Regions from separate parts of the Sus scrofa genome. Here regions 1 and 2 are each linked to region 3. Evidence: chromatin contacts called from public Hi-C and HiChIP or PLAC-seq data. All regions are on one chromosome and are shown on one strand. Each heading gives the region's core, a stretch centred on a gene start, on an enhancer-like site or on the middle of the called end of the contact. The rest is flanking DNA. Distances are from core to core; before and after follow the strand shown.

What was found. A called contact is a pair of places that touch in the nucleus more often than the background predicts. HiChIP or PLAC-seq counts read pairs in DNA pulled down with a chosen protein or histone mark.
Region 1: a contact with region 3 is called in an H3K27ac HiChIP or PLAC-seq map of skeletal muscle. The contact joins the promoter of CCNB1 here to the promoter of CCDC125 in region 3. A contact is called at or near these places in 2 of 47 Hi-C or Micro-C datasets (heart right ventricle and skeletal muscle) and 1 of 2 datasets of contacts at active chromatin or transcription factors (skeletal muscle).
Region 2: a Hi-C map of skeletal muscle shows a contact between it and region 3, with 5 times the contacts expected there. The contact joins the promoter of SLC30A5 here to the promoter of CCDC125 in region 3. A contact is called at or near these places in 1 of 5 promoter capture datasets (fetal liver), 4 of 47 Hi-C or Micro-C datasets (heart right ventricle, liver and skeletal muscle) and 1 of 2 datasets of contacts at active chromatin or transcription factors (alveolar macrophages).

Annotation. Positions count from the first base shown.
Region 1 is chr16:47,335,875-47,339,819 of Sscrofa11.1, reverse strand. It overlaps CCNB1 (cyclin B1), which reads right to left and starts at 1,581. Exons shown (of 9, transcript NM_001170768.1): 1 at 1,429-1,581; 2 at 650-820; 3 at 380-556. The coding sequence starts at 1,449.
Region 2 is chr16:47,283,318-47,287,135 of Sscrofa11.1, reverse strand. SLC30A5 (solute carrier family 30 member 5) reads right to left here and starts at 2,162. Exons shown (of 16, transcript NM_001137624.1): 1 at 2,076-2,162. The coding sequence starts at 2,158. LOC110257255 reads left to right here and starts at 1,673. Exons shown (of 3, transcript XM_021076818.1): 1 at 1,673-1,678; 2 at 1,779-2,736. The coding sequence starts at 1,673. The coding sequence ends at 2,696.
Region 3 is chr16:47,476,062-47,480,182 of Sscrofa11.1, reverse strand. It overlaps CCDC125 (coiled-coil domain-containing protein 125), which reads left to right and starts at 1,594. Exons shown (of 12, transcript XM_013984842.2): 1 at 1,594-2,108.

The DNA.
Region 1 (3,945 bases), core at 332-2,831, 140 kb after region 3:
TGCTTCAGTCAACATATTCTGGTCAGAGATGACTGGTACCTTAAAGACAGCAAAATCTTTGGTCCCTGCAGCTACCACTCAATACCGTAAACAAAGGAGGGGTAGTAAAACAAAGCAATTAAAAGCACAGTTTCTGAAGCCAGATAGGCTGGGTTTGAACCCAATTCTGTCATTGACTAGATGTGACTAGAAGAATACCAGTGCTGAGTATACTATTAACGTGAGCTAATGCATGTACAGTGCTTAGCAGAACCTACTTCCTGTTAAGTACTATATAAATGTTACTATTACTACTATTTGTTCAAATGCTATTCCATACTTGAATAAAATGAAAGGAAACAAACAATCAACAGACTCTAAAATGGTCCAGAAAGTTTACCAAAATAGGTTCAGGGGAAAGTTTCTCTCCTTTAACAGGCTCAGGTTCTGGTTCAGGCTCCAGTTCAGGCTCGGGCTCCCTCTCTGGCTGGGGCTCTAATACAGGTACAGGAGCCTTTTCCAGAGGTTTCGGTAGTTTTTTAGCAACAACTTTTCCAGCAGCTAAAGTTTTTGCTTCCTGTGGATGAAAAGGAGAGAATGGATTGTTTCTCCACCAAGAGCCACAGCTGGAAGGGAGACACTCACAGAATAGTTGAATCAGCATAGTTACCTTTTTCAGAGGCAGTTTGGCCTGTGGCTGTTCACTGACTTTGTTACCGATGTCTCCAAGAGCAGTTCTTGGCCTCAGTCCGGGCTTAGAGGTTGCAGCAGAGGCCACAGGCACGCGCTTTGCGCCTGCCATACTGATCTTCGCCTTATTTTCAGCATTAATTTTCGTGTTCTGTAAGAAGCAAGACGAGTCTGGGAGTTGGCCCCGCCACGTTAAAATAAGTCAAGGGTTAAAGCGGGGCAAAAAAAAAAAACAACAAAAAAAACTGCGGCCCTCAGAAGGAAAGCCGACTGTGAATGGGTTCCCAGGGGAAACCGGGGTTCCAGGGTCTACGCTAAGCTTATGACAAGTCAGTTTTCTCCTGGAACCTCTCCGTTCACCTATTGAGGGATTACGTGCTCAGTCCCCGCCGGACCTAAAATACCATGGAAATCGAAAAAGCCTTCAATTGCAGGCACCTTCCCTTTCCCTCAGGGAAGAAGATTGCGCAATTGGTGGGAGCCCACTCGGGTCCTCCAACACCTTTTACAAAAGGTTTCCGGTCTACCCTCCATCTGCCCCCTCCCCCCAATTAGTCCAAGGCCCATCCGCTTCTCTTTTGCACCTTTCTCTCTCCGTCCGTCTGCCCCCCAAACTCTCCCAGTATGTTAGGGGCCCACCGACCGCCTTCCTCCTCTCCAAATTCGCTCCCACCGTGGGGGAACTCCAGCAGGGGAAACAGGGAGAGGAGACCCAGGAGTCAGGAGAGCCGCGTTTGTTCACCAACCGCAGCAGCTCACCCTGGTGATCCGGAGCGCCATGACTTCCTCTGTACCAGGCCAGGCAGCAGCTCAGAGGGGAGAAGCAGAGCACTGGAGCCCCGACCAGCCGGGGACCTTGAAGCCACCACTAGCTAACAGCCGTTCCTCCGCAGCACGCCGGGAGGAATCCGGCCCCGCCTCGGGTTTAAACCCCGCACCGCTCCCTCCTTATTGGCCTGTTCGTGGCACTCGCTCACTTCCCATTGGCGGCGGCCAGTTCCTCCGAAAATGCGTTTCCAAGGCGATCCCGCGAAGAAGTTCGGGCGGGGGCGGGGCCAGGCCGTCACGTGGTCTGACTCGGCGCCTGCGCCCTGGGGCAGCCGCTACTGCCACCTGATGAAGGGAGGGTTCTCTTTGCCCCACACCTGGAGCAGTGAACTTGTAAGCGACTAAAGTTAGCTGAGACAAGTCACAGCGGCCTTGGGAAAGGAAGAGTGGAGCTCCTTGTTTGACGTGAGGGGCAGTTATGGCTTTAGTCCTACTTGTTAAACACACTTTCCTCTCCTAGAGTGGCTTGTAGCAGGAAATACTTTTATATATACATTCTTTTTTCGTTTGTTCATTCCAACAGCACTCTGGGATAAAAAGGAGGCTCCGAGATGCTTTGGGTGACTCCCAGGATCACAAATTAGTAACACGGGATTGAACTTCACTTTCTTTGGATCCATGAGGTTTCCACACACTAATTGTCTCTTAATTTTGCAAGCCAGGCTGCCTCTTAACCTGCCAGATTACTTCAATCAAGTTGTTTCCCAAAGCCAATCTTTTTCTTTTAGTTTTTTACTTGAAAATAATTTCAAACTTACAAAAGTTTCAGACAAAAATGTAACAAGGAACACACATAGAGCCTTTATCCAGATTCAAATATCCTTAACATTTTTACCCCATTTGTTTTATGGTTTACTTAATCTTATATATAGATCTATGTATAACTGTATATAAATTTTTTTTCTTGGAAATACCTGTTGTGGCTCAGCAGTAACAAACCTGACTGGTATCCATGAGGATTCAGTTTCCATCCCTGACCTTGCTCAGTTGCCCTGAGCTCTGGTGTGGGCTGCAGATGTGACTTTGATTCAACCCCTAGCCTGGGAACTTACATATGCTGCACGTGCGGCCCTTAAAAAAACAAACAAACAAACAAACAAAAAACCACTTAAATATTTGAGGGTAAGTTATATATATCATGGCTCCTTATCTGTTAAATTTTTAGTGTGTATTTCCTAAGGAAAAAAGCATATTCTCTTAATGTAATCACAATAGAATTAGCAACTGCGTAAATTTACTATAACATTTTATTCAATCTAGTTTGTATTCTAATTTTGTCGCTTGAGCAGTTTCTAGCACTTTCTTTCCTCCAGTACAAGATCCAGCTAGGGTCAGTGTTGCATGTAGCCTCCTTTAGTCTGGAACAGTTCCCACAGCTTTCCTTTGTCTTTGTTTTTTTTTTTTTTTTTTTTTTTGTTTTTTGAACACTGATGGTTTTGAAGAGTGCAGTACTCCCTGCCACTTTTTAGGAAATAGAACTTTCTTATTTTTGTGTTTGTCTAATGGTTCCTGTGATTTACACCGAGGTTATGCATTTTTGGCTATTATGCCGTGGAGGTGACATCATATTCTAAGGGGATCAACTTTGCAAACATGTGGTGTTCACCTGTTCCCCATAAGGGAGATTAATTTTGATCACTTGGCTAAGCTTTTACCTGGTTTTGGCACTGTACACTTAGTTGTTTGCTTTTTTCTTACAACTAAAGTGTCTGTGAGAAGACACTTTAAAACCATGCTCCTCATCAAGTTCCCTTCGATTTCACCTCCCCTCACAGCAGCACTTGCTTAGGAAATGCTAACATTGTTTTCCCATTGCCATGGGCTCTCTCCAGCTAGCTGAAGCTGAGAAAGCACATACATTTTTTTTCTTTTTAGGGCCGCAATCGTGCCATATGGAAGTTTCCAGGCTAGGGATCAAATCGGAGCTGCAGCTGCCAGCCTATGCCACTGCTACAGCCACAGCAACCTCAGATCCAAACCAAGTCTCCAACCTACACCACAGCTCATGGCAAGGTTGGATCCTTTAGCCCACTGAGGGGGGCCAGGGATTGAATCTGCATCCTCATGGATACTAGTCAGGTTTGTTTCTGCTGAGCCAAAAACCACGTACTTTGAATGAATGACTCTAGGATACCAGGCCTTTAGCAGACCTAAGTGAATACCCTATCCTCACCATAGGAAATTCTTTTAACATGGCAGTTCTCAACTGGGGAACATTTTTTCTCATGGGTGGCACTTGGCATTTCTAGTTGTCACAATTGGGAAGATGCTACTGGCATCTAGAGGGTAGAGACCAGAGATGCTTTAAAACATCCTGCCAAGCACAAGACAGCCCGCACCCCATAGGCACACACACAGGTGATTATCCAGTCTCATGTCAATTCTCCGAGATTGCCAGACTTTAGAAATCTTGCCAACTATGTACACATCTGTGACTCATTTCTGTTA
Region 2 (3,818 bases), core at 913-3,412, 190 kb after region 3:
AATTAAAGGGTCTGACAATTAGTTTTTGGTGTAGATTATAAGGAGTTTTTGGATTTTTGTCTACGTATAGGAAAACTCTTGCAACCTGAAATCTATTAAAAATTCAACCAGTCCTGAGCTGAATTTGATTCTGCAATGAACTACAATAGGAGGGCACCTCTGCCAAGCAGAGGAAATAGTGGAAATAGTGGAAATAAGGTGGCAAAGGAATATTTGCCACACCTATCTAAGCTGTTGAGTAAATAATCTTGAACTATTTATTTATTTACTTAAAAATAGGAGTTCTTGCTGTGACACAGTGGGTTAAGAATCCAACGGCAGCAGCTTGGGTTGCTGGGAGGAGCAGGTTCGATCCCCAGCCTGGCAGAGTGGGTTAAAGGATCAAATACTGCAATTGTGGCTCAGATTCAATCCCTGGCCCAGGAACTTTCATATGCCACAGGCGTGGCAATAAAAGAAAAAAAATTCAAGTTTACAGAAAAGGTGCAAGAGTAGCACACCCTTTACTTAGATTCTCTAATTGTTAACATGTTCTCTTCTTTGCCTTATTATCTCTCTTTAATACAGTTTTTTTTCCCCTGAACTTTTTTTTGCTTTTTAAGGCCTCACTGGGCACATGGAAGTTCCCAGGCTAGGGGTCTAATCAGAGCTATAGCCACCGGCCTATACCACAGCCATGGCAACATGGGATCCGAGCCGTGCCTGTGATCTATACCACAGCTCACAGCAATGCCGGATCCTTAACCCACTGAGCGAGGCCAGGAATCAAACCTGCATCCTCATGGATCCTAGTCAGATTCGTTAACCACTAAGCCATGACAGGAACTCCCTCCCCTGAACTTTTCAAAGAGTAAGTTACATACATCCTGCTACTTTATCCCTAAATACTTGTGTTTCCTAAGATCATGAGCATACTCATAAAATCAGTGCAGTTATCAACTACAGGAAATTTAACATGGATATATTTTTATCTAATCTATTGTCCAGAGTCCAATTTTGTCAAGTGACCTAGTACTGTCTTTCACAGCATTTTCCCCTCTAGAAATCCACATCAGAATTGCCTACTGCATTTAGCTGTCGCATCTCAGGAAATAATACCTGATATCCTGTTATTTACAAAAACAAGTTGCTCAAAATAGATTAGAATTGAACTTGTACTACAGAAAATGCAGCTAATTTAAATTTTGCTCCAGCATTTGCTGTGTTCTTCCCTTTTCATAAAAAAAAGTTGCGTTAGTGATTCTATTTCTACAGTTCCAAGAATTTACCAAAACCATCTTTAAATCTCAAAGGAGTTTTCAAGAACAAGAAAAACTTAACCTCATTAACTATAAAGGCAATGAAAATTGTTGGGCCATGTTTTACGCATCTTTCACTCTACCTCAGAAATTAGGACAGGTCAAGAAGGACACACTGGAAAGTGGTCAGTATACTTACCTCTTGGGGATTAACGGGAGCATTGCTGGGAAGGGGATAAAGGGGGGATTTTTCCTTTTTACTCTATGAATTTCTGTGCTGCTTGAATTTTTGGACAACGAGCACACATTTCTTAATAACAAAACAAAATAAACGAAGAAAGGAAAACTAGATGACCGGCTGGATTCTTGGTGTGCGGGGTTAACCTGAACATCAAAGTTCATCTGTTTGTACTTTGGTTTCTTCGCCTCAAGAGATGACGGTGACCCTTCCTCTAACTTACGCAGGCAGACGTCAGAAAGGTTAAGTATCACCAACCCATTATTTCGGGGAGAAACAGCCAACAGAAATGCTTCTCATAGGTCAGAAAAACCTCTCACGTCAACTGGCTGGCAGTTCTAAGGTTAACGGTCTGCCTGGAAACCCAGATCTCAAGCAGAACCTCCTTGGATCTTAGAGCATTCATTCTGCAGAGAGGGACGGCGGAGCCAAAGAAAGCTAGAGGCGGCCTGGGAGCCGAAGCAGGGAGGACGGAGGGCTCCGGGGCGCGTGCAGAACCGAGGAGGAGTCCCGGGCTGTCAACGGGACGGGAGGGAGAGGGAGCTCGCCTGCGCGGGGAGACCGCAGATCGGGAGGCGGGTGCCAGATCAGTCCCTTACCGAGCGCTGGGCACGTCCACCGGCCCGAGGCCGCCGCCGCCGCCTGGGCCGGCTAACACTTCCCCGCCGTATTTCTCCTCCATCGCGGGGATCAGGAGCCGCCGCCGCTGCCCCTGCCGCGGGGTCTCCTCATGTCTCGCCGCTGCCGCGGAACAGCGGTCGCAAGCGCGTCACTTCCCCATGGCAGCGGCCCTGTCGGGTCCCCGCAGGCCGGGCCGCCGCCGCTGTCCCCGGCTCGCAAGCACACACGCGTCGGGACTAGGCCACGGACAGTTCCGGCGGCGCGGGGCTCCCCGGAGGCTCACCGGAGTGGACGCTGCCAGGCCACGTCACCGACCCAGCAGCCCTCACTCTCGGGGGAGTGCCAGGTTCTGCGCCTGCGCAGGACACACCACTCGCCAGCCCTCCCTCTTCCTTAGGCTCCTCCCACCGCGGGGCTACAGATCGAATCTTCACCCCCTCTCAGCCTCTCTCATTGACGCGGCCTCAGCGCATACCTGTCCTGCAGCGCCACCAACGGGTCGTCAGGAATATAGCGGATTCTTCTGCCGCGGAGGGCAGGGGCGGAGGAAATACACAGCGTGTGACGAAATAGAGTTTCTTTTAAATTCTGGCTCCTAAACTGTGCTGCTTAATCCTGCAGGCCAGTAAACCTAGGCAGGTAGGACCAGCCCTTATTAGGGTTATTTTTATGTTACTAAAAAGTTAAGAAAATGGTCTCCAGTGTCTGTCTTGATTTGATTCACAAATCTGCCACTTACTAATTGTGTCACTTGTCCTTTCTGACTCGTTTTCTGATCTGGAAAGTAAGAGTAGTAATATCTGTATCCTCGGGTTCTTGGGAGGATTGTGTGTGTTCAAATGTGAAAAGTGGAGTTCCTGTCAGTAGCTCAGCGAAAAGGAATCTGACTAGCATTCGTGAGGACACAGGTTCGCTCCCTGGCCTCACTCAGTGGGTTAAGGATCCAGTATTTCAGTGAGCTGTGGTGTGGGTTGCAGACACGGCTGGAATTCAGCTTTGCTGTGGCTGTAGTGCAGGCTAGTGGCTACAGCTCCGATTTCACCCCTTTGGGAAACTTCATATGCCATGGGTGCGGTCCTAAAAAGACACACACACACACACACAAAAGAGAAGTGAAGTGTGAATAACAGTGAATGGTATATACTAATCAATACATGTTAATTATTCATAGGGAAATTTGAGGACTGGGATTCGGAGATGAAAATGGGGTTTTGAACAGTGTAAATTATGATTAGCTTATGCTACACTTAATTTGAATATACAGAAAGTGTTAATAACATATAAGAGAACGAGAAGTCCTAGTCTCTGCCTGCTGGGACTTTGTAATCTATTGTGAAAAATATTTAGCAATTTGAGAGCAAGACCTTAGCAACATTACACATTAAATTCTCAAATGCTAAGGTTTTCCAAATAACCAGATAGGGATTTAGCCGGAAAAGACTCACTGATAGGACCTGACCTCGAACTTGGATAAGGTTTTGGATATGGGAGAAAAACATTGTGGGAAGATGTGTCGTATGTGTAGAATGCAGAGGAAGGCATGAAATTTAAAAGCTAAAGATGCATTTGTGCTTTTTTTTAGGGCTGCACTTGTGGCATATGGAGGTTCCCAGGCTAGGGGTCTAACTGGAGCTATAGCCGCTGGCCTACACCACAGCAACTCGGGATCCGAGCCACATCTTCGACGTACACCACAGCTCACGGCAATTCCAGCTCCTTAA
Region 3 (4,121 bases), core at 345-2,844:
TCCTTTATATGGTTGAATAATATTCCGCTGTGTGGCTATTCCACATTTTGTTTATCCATTCTATCAGTGGCACGGTTGGGTGGCATCTACTTTGGACAATATGAATTGCAGACATTTGAGTACAGATTTTCGTATGGATATAATGTTTTCAGTTCTCTTGGATATAGCTAAGAGGGGAATTGCTGGATCATATTACAAGTGAGTTTAACATTTTCAGGAAATGCCAAACTGTATTCCAAAGTCGTTGCATAACTTTACCTTCTCATCATCCCTGTACTCGGGATCTAATTTCTCCATATCCTTGACAACAACAGCCATCCTGAAGATGTAGTCGTATTTCATTTTGGTTTTGATAAGGTTTGCAAAGAATTCCATTAAGGATGTAGTTTATTGAGTCCCCTACTGATGGACATTTAAATTGTTTCCAGCTTTTTGTTTTTAATTTTATGAGAATGATAAGAAAGGATAACATATATTACTATGTGCCAGGCACTCTTTTAAACACATTTCAAAAGTGGTGAACTCTGAATTCATATGACTACTACCTGAGGTGTAGGTATTATTATTATTTCCATTATAGGTGATGGAACCAAGCTTCATAGGGTTAAATGATTTACTCAGAATCACAACTAGGAAGTATCAGAGTCAGGATTCCAACTTAGCAGGCTCTTACCCATTAAATTGTGCTGCCTAATGCATATTTAACTTTGCACATGCAAGTTTATTGAGTAAATTCCTGGAAGATAAACTGTATGCAAGCATAACCTTTACAAGTTTCATTTAAATAAACTTGCCTATCATGTATATGTAAGACTTCATGCAAATCACTGTTGAGGGGAAGGCCTCCCAAGATAAATTCTTGCCCTCCAGATGATCTTAGTCAAGTATACAAAGAGGATAAAATGGACACTTTGAACAAACAGATTGTGATGCATGCCCCATTGGAGATTCTAACAAAATGAGAGAATAACCTACAATGAGTAGCAGAAAAGGATAAATGATGTAGGATGCAGGGCATTGAAAGATGGGCATGAGGCAGAAAAGAAAGATGACTCAGACTAGTAGGATAATACCACTGTGTTTTTACCCAGTACTACCTGGGGTTAAATCACATACATTCTAAGGACAATTACTACTTCATAGCGCTATTGTGAGGACTAAATCAACAACAGTGCTTGTCACACACTAAGCACCACTTATGTGTTCATTATTGTTTTTAGTAATATGAATGGCTGTTTTGAAGACAATATTCTTTTCACTACTGGGACTCACTAAATTCTCTTGCTTATCAAGCTACTGCTAATAATTATCCTACTGCTAACACTGCTCATAATAAGCTTTTCTTTCAACAGAAGGTATATAGTGGGATCTAACAGAGAGCTATATACATTATGGGAATCTTAAAAAATATTAATATACTAATTTCAGTCCTAGGTTGTCAAGGGAACTCCCCAGTATATCATTTTGATGTTTGAGCCTATGTGTTGAAAACATATGACTGTGCCTTGTACTCCTAACAGGTGGAACCGTTCTCACCTTTCTAAGAGTCTGCCTCCCAGGTTATCATCCTCAATTTGGCTTGAATAAAATTCCCTTTTTCCCTTCCCTTCACTGTTAACTGAATTTTCGTCGACATTAGTTTATTTCTAAAGTGAGTAATCATTAAATCCTGCCAAGTTTTTTGACCACTATGAAATGCCTTCAATTATTTCAAGAGATGTCGGCTATTAGGAAATAATACCCACATCACTGCACCAGGTGATGAAGCTAATGACCCAGCACGTTTTGGGTGGGGTTAGAGGGAGATGGGGCCCTTCCCGTGAAACCCACAAGCGCGGGAGGCCCGAATAGCAGCTTTCCAGGTCCAGTTTCGCCTTCGCCCCAGCAGTTCCTTGGCCCACAAGGCGCCCTCATTGCTCAGCGCTGAGAGCCTGCCTTTCAAGGCCCGCAGCCCCCGCTGAGCCATAGCTCAGCTCTATCCTTCTCTTACGCGACTCCGAGATGCTTCATGTTGGAACCAACTAATTTTACCTTCTTTGAGCCGCACACTCGGCCTCCTATTTCTCCAGGTCTCCAACTATATTTGTAATTCGGTTGTGCGCAGCTGGGTAAGTTATGCGCGTCCACGTTGTGCAGCGCTACCAGCCCGACACGAACCAGGTGAGCTCGGGCCGTGGCCCGGTGGTAGTTGGCGGATCTAAAGTCCGGCCGCGCCCGCCTTTCCGGTAGTGGCCGCGCAGGTCGGTCACGTGGCTGGAAGAGCGGCGGCGCGCGCGGCCTGGAGGGTCGGTGCTCGGTGAGCGCGCTAAGGGGACGGGGGGGAGGGGCGGCACGAGGCGGCGGGGGGGTCCTGCTCCTGGAGCCGGATCGGGACTCGCACAGCCTCCGAGGAGGCTGGGGAGGGTGCGCGGCCAGACCTCGGGGCGGGGCCTTGCAGATTCGGAAAAGCACAGCGGAGAGTGGGCGAGCTGGCAAACTGGCTCCTTCTTCGCCGAATGCTACTTTAGTGGCCTCACCTGATATTGCAGAAATAAGAAATAGATTTGAAAGACTTTGTTTCTACCTCTTCTCCCCTCCTCCTATGTTATTTTTTTTCTAGTTTTTTTTTTTCTACCAATTTTAAGCCTTAAAGCTATAGCGCACAAAATGCCGTGTGGTATCCTGGATTGGAACCTGGAACGGAAAAACGGCATCAGTAGAAAAACTGGGGAAATCCTGATAAAATATGTGGTTTGGTTAAGTGCGTGTATCAATGTTAATTTTTTATTTTTGATAAATGTACCCTAATGTTGCACTACAGGAATTTGGGTCGGGGGTATACAGGAGTTCACTGTACTATCTTTGCGACTTACTGTAAATCTAAAGTTATTTTAATATAAAAGTTGAAACGAAATCCTACAGCGATATGTAGCAGGCCAGTGTTTACAGAAAAGAAAGGGCTGAAATTAGTTCCTTTTTACCAAGCCTGACAGGAATTAGGTCTCTGTTTGATCAACTTGTTTGCTAAGGAAAGGGTTGGCCGGCTAGTGGGTGTGGATGCTTCTAGTTCAAGTTTTCTGGGCAGGAATCTCTTCTCTTTCAAGTTCATCCATCAGATGTCTTTGAAACACCTGCTGTGCACAGTCATTGAGACACATGTATTGCCTGCACTAGGGGCGTGTACAATAAAAACACAAGTCAGGTAGGAAGTAAGGACTATGAGAAGGGTACAACACAGGAGTTTCGCTGGAGCGAAACGGGATCGGTGGTGTCTCGGGAGCACTAGGACCCAGGTTTGCTCCCTGGCCCAGCGCAGTGGGTTAAGGATCTGGTGTTGCACCTGTGGCTCAGATCTGATCCCTGGCCCTGGGAACTCCACCTGCCCATGGAGCAGCCATAAGGTATGACACAGAGCTAGAAGGATTCAAAGGTACGAGAAAGCACTGCTGGTCCAGGAGAGTTTGTCATGAACTGAGGGAGGCCTGAGAGAAGAAAGCCATTCCAGAGTGGCTCCAGCAGAGGCTTTAAGGACGCCAGGCAGAGGGCACCTGGGAGCAGGAACAATCCACGTTACACGGAAGCACAGATCATGTGCAGGGAGTACGGCAGATGGCACAGGAAGTGAAAACTGGAGTTTCCTTACAGAAAACAAGGGTGACGCCTACTTTAATTATATGCCACGGGAGCTATGGGATGTTTTGGGGCAGGAGAGGGGTGTAAAAAGCCTCCGATTCCAAAATTTTGGCCCTGGGTGTTTTGGAGCATGGTTGATGGATTTGCAGAAAGAGAGGACTCTGGACGAGATCTGGGGGTGGGGTGGTTGGAAGGGTGATGCATTTACTCTTGAACAAGCTGTGCTTGAACAGCTAGAGACATGTATTCAAGAGTATTTGGGATTGCAAGCTAAACATCCGAGGAAGGGCTGGGAAGAGGAAAGGGAGCCAGAGCAAGCAGATAGGAAGCATTCAGGGATCCCTGTGGAATTGAGGGGTCAGCATGGACCAGGGCCCTGGACCTGGTTACTCAGCGCTCTCACAGCTTCTGCAGAGGTGGAGCAGCCTGAGGGATGAGACTAGACCTGGGATTTAGCCATTAGGAAAACACACGTCGCTTTTCAAAGTTGTTTTAGTGGGAAAGTAGAA